3 separate regions of the Sus scrofa genome follow, and regions 2 and 3 are each linked to region 1. A link is a contact called in public HiChIP or PLAC-seq data. All regions are on one chromosome and are shown on one strand. Each heading gives the region's core, a stretch centred on a gene start, on an enhancer-like site or on the middle of the called end of the contact. The rest is flanking DNA. Distances are from core to core; before and after follow the strand shown.

Region 1 (2,752 bases), core at 131-2,630:
GTAATGTGGTCCAGTATGTTTAGATCTCATCTGCTTTATCTTCTTCTAATAGTAAGAGGTTAGATTTGCCCAAATACACAGCTTTGATGTTAATAATAGGCAGAAACAGACTCTGAGGAAAATAGGGAAGCTCTTAGTCACTCTGACACATCTGCTCTTTACCCTGGTATTTTCTTAGTTTAAGTGACGACGTACTTAGATGACTGGGCCAAATCAACAGATTAGATATTTTAAAACTTTTATTTTCACAAAAACTATTTGGCAAGGCCTGACTTCATATTTCTGGAAAGTAAGTGCAGAAATACAACTTCTTCTTCTCTCTATATTTAGTTTTGACTGTCGATCTATCCTTATGCTCCCCAACTGGACTCTATTTTCTTAAAAGAGATAAACCTCTTCAGAAAAAAAAAAAAAGGGCTTGGTGTCTATGCCAGATCCTTGCTAGTTCTGCACTTCCTGGTTTCCTAACTCAGACCTTCATAAAACCACTGATTTACATAGGTAACAAGAGCTGTGAATAAGGTAGCCCAACAATCTGATACTCAGGTAGACTTATTATAATATAGAAAGAGTGAGATATTAATAGCCAGGTATTGCTTTGATTTATTGATTGCATATTATATTGACAAGCATCAGGATTGCTGCTGTTACTGTTATCAAGGCTTAGAAAATCTGACCGGGTGATTATTCAATCCCTGAACTGAGGAACCAGCCATTTCAGCCATTTTATGACATTATTTATTTATTTATTTTGCTTTTTAGGGCTACATCTGGGGCATATGGAGGTTCCCAGGCTAGGGGTCAAATTGGAGCTGTAGGCTAGCCTACACCACAGCCACAGCAACACAGGATCCAAGCTACGTCTATGACCTATACCACAGCTCACAACACTGCCTGATCCTTAACCCACTGAGTGAGGCCAGGGATCGAACATGCATCCTTACGGTACCTAGTCGTATTCCTTTCCACCACGCCACAACGGGAATTCCTAATGACAGTCTTTGTAATACTTTCTTTCCTTCATCTTCCTCTTCCAAATGTACTTTTTTTTTCTTTTTCATTTTAGCCTTCATCTGCCCCTACCAGTTTGCTTTGTACAAAGGACTGCTTGTCTCCAACGAGGCTGCCTTTCCTTTGGGATAAGTGTCCACAGGCAAATCTGAGCTCTGCCTGCCTGCCGGTTCACTGTGGGGACCTGAAATGGCAAAGGAAGGGGTAGAGTCTTGAACAAGGGGTGGGAGGGAGAAGGAGCCTTTGTGCCGGGTCAGCTGCCTTCTTCCTGGCTTGCTTTCGATTCCCATCGACGTGGCTGGTCTGTCTGTGTGCCAGGCCAGGCCTCACATGCTGTTGTGACCATTACAGCAGTTGCCCTCACATGACATTTGTGCCCTGGGCCTTATATTATAGTTGTATCCTGGGCCACTGCTCTCACACATGAGGCAGCTGAGGAAGGAAGCAGTTCAGAAGTCAGGGTGCTCACAACGTTCTAAGTTTAGCTCTCCAAGGAAGCCTTTTAGAGCTGGTCATTGTGTCTTCCCCTTTGGGTATAGAATGAATAGATACCAAGCACAATAGACTGTTTTGGTGCCCCAGACTTATAGAATGATGATGGTAGTTTGTTTCTTTGTTTTTTTCAATTGAAGTATAGTTGATTTACAAGGTTGTGTTAGTTTCTGGTACACAGCAAAGTGATTCAGTTATACATATACATGTAGATGCATAGAAAGGTAGGTGGATAGATATAGATTCTTTTTAAAATTCTTTTCCATTATAGGTTATATTTAATAAAATATAGTTCTTTGTGTTATACAGTAGGTCCTGGTTGTTTATTATTTTATATATAGTAGTTTGTATCTGCTAATCCCAAACTCCTCATTTATCCCCCCTGCCTTCCCCTTTGGTAACTGTAAGTTTGTTTTCTATGGCTGTGAGTCTTTTTCTGTTTTATAAATAAGTTCATTTGTACCATTTTTTAGATTCTGCACATAAGTGATGTCATATGGTATTTGTCTTTTTCTGTCTGATTGACTTAGTATGATAATCTTTAGGTCCGTCCATGTTGCTGCAAATGGCGTTATTTCATTCTTTTTTATGGCTGAGTAACATTTCATTGTGTATATATACCACATCTTCTTTATCCATTCAAAATGGTGATGGTATTTTTTGAACATTTACTGAGCTCTAGTCTCTGTTCCAACATTCTAACCATTTTATATCTGCTAATGCATTTAATCCTCATGACTGTCCTGGGGTTTAGATTCTTCTGTTCTCATCTTAGAGATGGGAGAAGCCTAGAGTGTGAGGCCTTAGCAAAACAGTTAGTAAATGGACACAAACCCAAGAACAAACCTGATGCTATAATATTTTTAAATAAAGAATATATAAATGTCATGGTCTTTTACTACCTGCTATTTCTATTAAAATGATGTAATTGCTTCAACTTGTTGGTGCTACTAGATTATTTCATGAGAAATTAGCATTTCAAATATTCCCCTTTATATATATATATAAATCCTTTAAATAAATGGGAGGGATTTGTTAATGCTAGAAAGAAATGAAAAAAAAAAATAATGACAAATCGCAACACCCAGAAATAAATTGCTATACTTGCTGGGGTTTCCTAATAATTAGTACTTTTTTTTTCTCCTTTCTCAGCAAACCTTGAAGAAAAAATGGGTGGAGTTCAGATCTCTACAGTTACAGGAACAGCGCCTGCTTCATGGTAAATGTGATTTCCTGTTCAGAAACCACA
Region 2 (2,752 bases), core at 88-2,587, 420 kb before region 1:
GCTGTTCCCATTCACAGAACAGCAGCCCTCAAAATCCATCCTCAGAGCTGACCCCAGAGTCCAAAGGGCACAATAATACTTCACCTTTAAAAATAGACACTGTTTCCGGTTGTTGAGATGTTCTTCGACAGGTTTTTGGAAATAGTGTAAATTCAATTATAGCATTTGTTGGCGTAGTGCTAAAGACTGATAAAAGCCATGCCTTTTCAGTAGCTTTTAGTTAGTGTTCATTCATACGGCCTTGAATAAAAATGTTTGTAATGAACTGTTTGGATAGTATGTTCTCATTTGTGGTTCAAAAACATGGGAAGCTGGATTGGATCAGTTGTTCCAGATGGTGATCAATGGACCTCCATATTTCAGGTGCCCTTTTGGGTCCATGACCAGGATTTCTGGGTAGCTCTGCTTCTGGTTTTAGGGACTTCTGCATAAGTCTGCATTTGCAGAAGGTACTTGACAACTTAAAAGCTTTTGAAAACCACTGCAGTAGGTTTCTGTTTTAATTCTATCTACTTAAGTTGACATCTATCTGTGTTCTTTAAAAAAAAAATAATTTAAGGCAATTTTATACTGATAGCCACAATGCTCTGAGAAATTTTTCTCTCCTTCCTAATGAGAATATTAGGACAAAGAGCAAATAAAGATACAGAATGGAACCCAAGGCAGGGAAAAAAAAAATAACATACAATTTTATAGTGGCCAATTTTATAGATGTTAGCAGTAGCCTTTATCTTAAACTAGAAATGCTGGGCAGTTGCTGTGACTTTATTAAAATTAATCCTGCCCTAATACTATTTCTGTGGCTTGACCGTGGCCTGCAAAGACCACTACAAGCCTCATTTCACAAACTTTTGGATCAGTCATTGGAATTTAATAGGGACATTGTTTATCATAAGGGAATCTAGATTGAGCAGTTCTGATTATGTTTCAGGACATAATGACCTGGACAGACATGCTTTCTCTCCCCATGTTTGGGTTCTCAGTGGCTGAGTTTTTCAGCAAAGAGCTGTATTCCTGGATATGCAGGTGGTGCCACAGCTGCTTATTACAAGCCGGGATTCTCAGCAGCAGCCACTTGCCTTGGGAGAAAGCCCCACTGCCCTGCAAGTCACATCTGCTGCGTCGTCTTCTAGGAGCCGTGCCTGTCTTTACCCCTGATTATACCCCATGTTGATCCCCATAGTCTCGTGGTAATTACCTCCTTCTCCCAACCTCCCAATCACCCCTGCCTGTAATTAAGGAGAAGAATGGAAGCTGGAGTGTGTAGCTGACAAGCTGACAGTTGTACTGTGGCTGCAGGAGGGGCACACACTTCGAGGATCAGATCACAACTAGTCACTGTGCTTTGAAAATGTTTTCTCTGAGTGGCCTTTTCAGTGTTGCCCACTTGTGGCATCACAGGGACTGTCTCAACAAGCAAACCCCATGACCAATGTCAGAAATCCAGACTGTTCTGGGATGACGTGTTTAAGATTTTGCAAATCCTCTTTTGAAATATATCCCCAAGAAATCCTTTATGGATGGCAGTGGCTGCCGGTTGATCTCCCACACAGCATTGGTGTATGTGTGATTTTTTTGTTTTAATCCTTTAGAACACAGATCTCAAAGTTAACAGTTTCCTTCATGAAAAATATAAATGCATGTGTAAATTCGCAAACTTTGACTTTGAGAATGCCCATGTTGATCCTTTAAGAAGGGAAGGAATCAAGTAAGCTATTTACTATAGCCACATATATGCTTTTTGGCTTTCATCAACATTCAAGTCAATAATTTGTACCATTTTCTAAGTTTTACTAACTTCCATGCACTTTTGTAGACCACGTGTGTTTTGTACCTTTTAATAGAGGAATATAAATGTAAACTTGGTAATTAGCAGCTAATTGTACAAATGCAGGTTCTGAGAGCGTTTAATTTGACATCACGATGGGGTGGCAGCTTCCACCTTTTTTTTGGACATCTTTATAGGCAAAAGGTTGTGGTGTTTATTGCCCCACGTTGTTTTTCCAGGGCAGGGGTTAAGGGTTGCAGGGACGAAGTTTGTTGGCTACCTGTCTTGTCCTCCTGTGCAGTGTCACCTCTGTGTTGCTTTCCACAGGGAAGGGCAGGTATGGTGAGGTGTGGAGGGGCAGTTGGCAAGGGGAGAATGTGGCTGTGAAGATCTTCTCCTCCCGGGATGAGAAGTCATGGTTCAGGGAAACAGAGCTGTACAACACTGTGATGCTGAGGCATGAAAACATTTTGGGTAAGTGTAAAAATAATCCCCTCATTAATTTTTTTTTTTCTAGAAAGAAATAATTGCCTGTCTCTGCCCTCTGATTTGATGTATGTGAATTTGCAAGTCTCTCCTGAACAGTGACATAGGGACCATCTACGTTTATATGCGGTGTAATTTTCTTCTCACAGGAATTTCTTGTTTAAATCTGCAAAGAAGCTAAGTTTGAAGATTTCTTTGGATGGTGAAAGGGAAATTGTTATTGCTAAGTTTTATTCTGCAGGTTGTTATTTAAATAACAAAAATTTGCCCCATATTGTTCACTTCAAGGCTTCCTCCGTCGTTCTGCTTACCCCACCCTTTTTGAATATTTATTACTTGAATCAAACCAAGAAAGATCTTTGGACGATTTCCTAGAGATTCATAGCTCCCAGGGACATCATAATTAAATGCACATTCCTTCAAACAAGGCATCGTTTTTAAAGCCCAGATTTAGAGAGGGATTTAACATACATTTTAATTTGGAATCTATGGCTTGGA
Region 3 (2,752 bases), core at 129-2,628, 380 kb before region 1:
AAAGACTTAAGCAATACTAAACCTACTCTAACAAATATTAAAGGGTCTTCTCTAAATAGAAAAGAAGTAAGAATCTATGGGAAATGGAGGAGCACAATAGGAAAGCCAAATAAATAAAAGGAGTGAGGCTTGACGGTACAGAGATTAAAAAATAAAAAAATTCTGTAAAAGTGAAAAACATAGATCTTTTACAATGCATCTGAACTTGAATGACTCAGTTTAAAGCAAATCCATATGGACATGAGTCAAAAGACTTGAAATCCATGGCAATCACAAATCAAAAACATAATAGATTCATGGAAACTCTAGCATACTACAAGGGAAAAATAATCAAATTGCACAAAGAAAAACAAGAAATGAATAAACTATGAAACAACTATAAAACAAGATTAAAATAACAATAGTTATCAATAATCACTTCAAATGTTAATGGACTAAATGCTACAATTAAAAGAGGAGCGGATTGGATAAAAGAAAACAAATCTTTATGTTGCCTACTAGAGACTCACATTAGGGTGAAAGACACAGATTGAAAGGGAGGGGATGGAAAAAGATACTTCATGCAAATGCATATGACAAGAAAGGGGGCAAGCAATACTTATATCAGACAAAATAGACTTAAAGGACATAAAGAAGGCAAAAAAGATATTTTAATAAAGGAATCAATACAAGAAAAGGATATTATATTTATTAACATACTCATCCAATATAGGAGTACCTAAATACATAAAATACTACCAGACATAAAGGTAAGAATTGACAAAAGTAATACTAGGAGACTTTAAAACCCTACTGATATCAATGGACAGATAATCTGGACAGAAAATCAAGAAGGCAAAGGAGGTCCTAAATGACAAATACACCAGTTAGATTTAATTTACATGTACAGTATACATAATCCAAGAAAAAACAGAATATACACTCTTCTCAAGCATGCATGGAATCTTCTCTAGGACAGACCACAAATTAGGTCACAAAGCATGCTTCAACAAATTTAAGAGGACAAAAAATTATTTCAAGTATCTTTTTTGACCACAATGGCATGAAACTAGAAATCAACCACAGAGAGAAAAATGGGAAAAGAACAAACACATAGAGACTAAACAACATGCTACTAAAAAACCAGCAGGTCAATGATGAAATCAGAACAAGTCAGAAAATACCTAGAGACAAATGAAAGTGAAAACAGAAACTTACAATATGTGGGGATGCTACAAAAGCAGATCTAAGAGGGATGTTCAGAGTGATATAAGCCATTCCTCATGAAATAATATATCTCAAAAAAAAAAAAAAAAAAAAAGGAACCTAGTCAGGAGTTCTCCTGTGACTCAGAAGGTTAAAGGTCCAGCATGCAAATGCTGCTGCTTGAGTCACTCCTGTGGCACAGTGATTCTTGGCCCTGAAACTTCCACATGCTGTGAGTACAGCCAAAAAGGGAAACAAAAGCAAAAACAACAAAAAAATAAACTTAACCTACCACCTAAAAGAATTAGAAAAAGAAGAAAAAACATAACCCAAAGTCAGCAGAAGGAAGAAAATAATAAAGATCAGAGAGGAAATAAGTGAAATAGAGATTAAAAAAAAAAGCAAGAGAGAAATGATCAACAAAGCCAAGTTCTGTTTCTTTAAAAGATTAAAAAAAACAAATCAACATGCTCACCAAGAAGAAAGAGGGCAAAAATGAGAAATGCAAGAGGAGAAATAACACCTAGTACCACAGAAATACAAAAATATGATAACATTATAAACAATTATACATCAACTAATTGGACCATCCAGAATAAATGAATATGTTTCTAGAAACATAGCCTGCCAAAACTAAGTCAAGATAATTGCACGGGAGTTCCCGTCGTAGCACAGTGGTTAACGAATCCGACTAGGAACCATGAGGTTGTGGGTTCGGTCCCTGCCCTTGCTCAGTGGGTTAACGATCCGGCATTGCCGTGAGCTGTGGTGTAGGTTGCAGACACGGCTCGGATCCCGCGTTGCTGTGGCTCTGGCGTAGGCCAGTGGCTACAGCTCCGATTAGACCCCTAGCCTGGGAACCTCCATATGCCATGGGAGTGGCCCAAAGAAATAGCAAAAAGACAAAAAAAAAAAAAAATTATCTGCACAGACTCTTCACTAGAAGTTAATGTAGTAATAATAATAATAAAAACTCCCTGCAAACAAAAGTCCTGGAATGGACAGCTTCAGTGGGAAATTCTACCAAATATACAAAGAGGAACTTACACCTATCCTTCTGAAACTATTCCAAAAACTGACCAAGAGGGAACACCCAAAAATTCATTCTAAGTGGCTATGATTACCCTGATATCAAAACCAAAGATACTACAAAAAAACTTACAGGCCACTATCTTTGATAAATATAGATACACAAACCCACAATGAAAAGTTAACAAAATCCAACAATACAGAGAAAAAGATCATACACCAAGACCAAGTTGGATTCATTCCAGGTTTTCGAGGATGGTTCCACATATATAAATCAATGTTTTACAGCACATTAACAACGTGAAAGACAAAAACTACATGATCATTTCAATAGCTGTGGAAAAAGCATTTGATAAAATTCTACATCCATTTATGATAAAAACTCTCACTAATATGAGTACAGAGGGAGCATATCTTAACATATTAAAAGCCATTCATGACAGATCCACAGCCAATATAATACTAAATGGTAAAAAGCTAAAAGCCCTTCCATTAAAGTCAGGAAGAAGAAAAAGACACCTACTCCCTCCACTCCTAT

What was found. HiChIP or PLAC-seq counts read pairs in DNA pulled down with a chosen protein or histone mark.
Region 2: a contact with region 1 is called in an H3K27ac HiChIP or PLAC-seq map of alveolar macrophages. The contact joins two enhancer-like sites. A contact is called at or near these places in 2 of 2 datasets of contacts at active chromatin or transcription factors (alveolar macrophages and skeletal muscle).
Region 3: a contact with region 1 is called in an H3K27ac HiChIP or PLAC-seq map of alveolar macrophages. The contact joins two enhancer-like sites. A contact is called at or near these places in 2 of 2 datasets of contacts at active chromatin or transcription factors (alveolar macrophages and skeletal muscle).

The regions. Positions count from the first base shown.
Region 1 is chr15:64,359,234-64,361,985 of Sscrofa11.1, reverse strand. CYTIP (cytohesin-interacting protein) reads left to right here. Exons shown (of 9, transcript XM_021074749.1): 8 at 2,656-2,722. Among named protein-coding and RNA genes, the nearest start is that of CYTIP, 61 kb to the left of the region's middle. Within about 2 kb of position 1,380, at least 26 of the 83 cell types and tissues checked have an H3K27ac peak or open chromatin away from gene starts, as enhancers often do. A contact at or near this core is called in alveolar macrophages, where this site is marked.
Region 2 is chr15:64,783,081-64,785,832 of Sscrofa11.1, reverse strand. It overlaps ACVR1 (activin receptor type-1), which reads left to right. Exons shown (of 11, transcript XM_001927798.7): 7 at 2,096-2,242. Among named protein-coding and RNA genes, the nearest start is that of ACVR1, 110 kb to the left of the region's middle. Within about 2 kb of position 1,337, at least 2 of the 83 cell types and tissues checked have an H3K27ac peak or open chromatin away from gene starts, as enhancers often do. A contact at or near this core is called in alveolar macrophages, where this site is marked.
Region 3 is chr15:64,743,042-64,745,793 of Sscrofa11.1, reverse strand. All of the region lies in intron 1 of LOC102166560 (a long non-coding RNA gene), which reads right to left. Among named protein-coding and RNA genes, the nearest start is that of ACVR1, 150 kb to the left of the region's middle. Within about 2 kb of position 1,378, at least 4 of the 83 cell types and tissues checked have an H3K27ac peak or open chromatin away from gene starts, as enhancers often do. A contact at or near this core is called in alveolar macrophages, where this site is marked.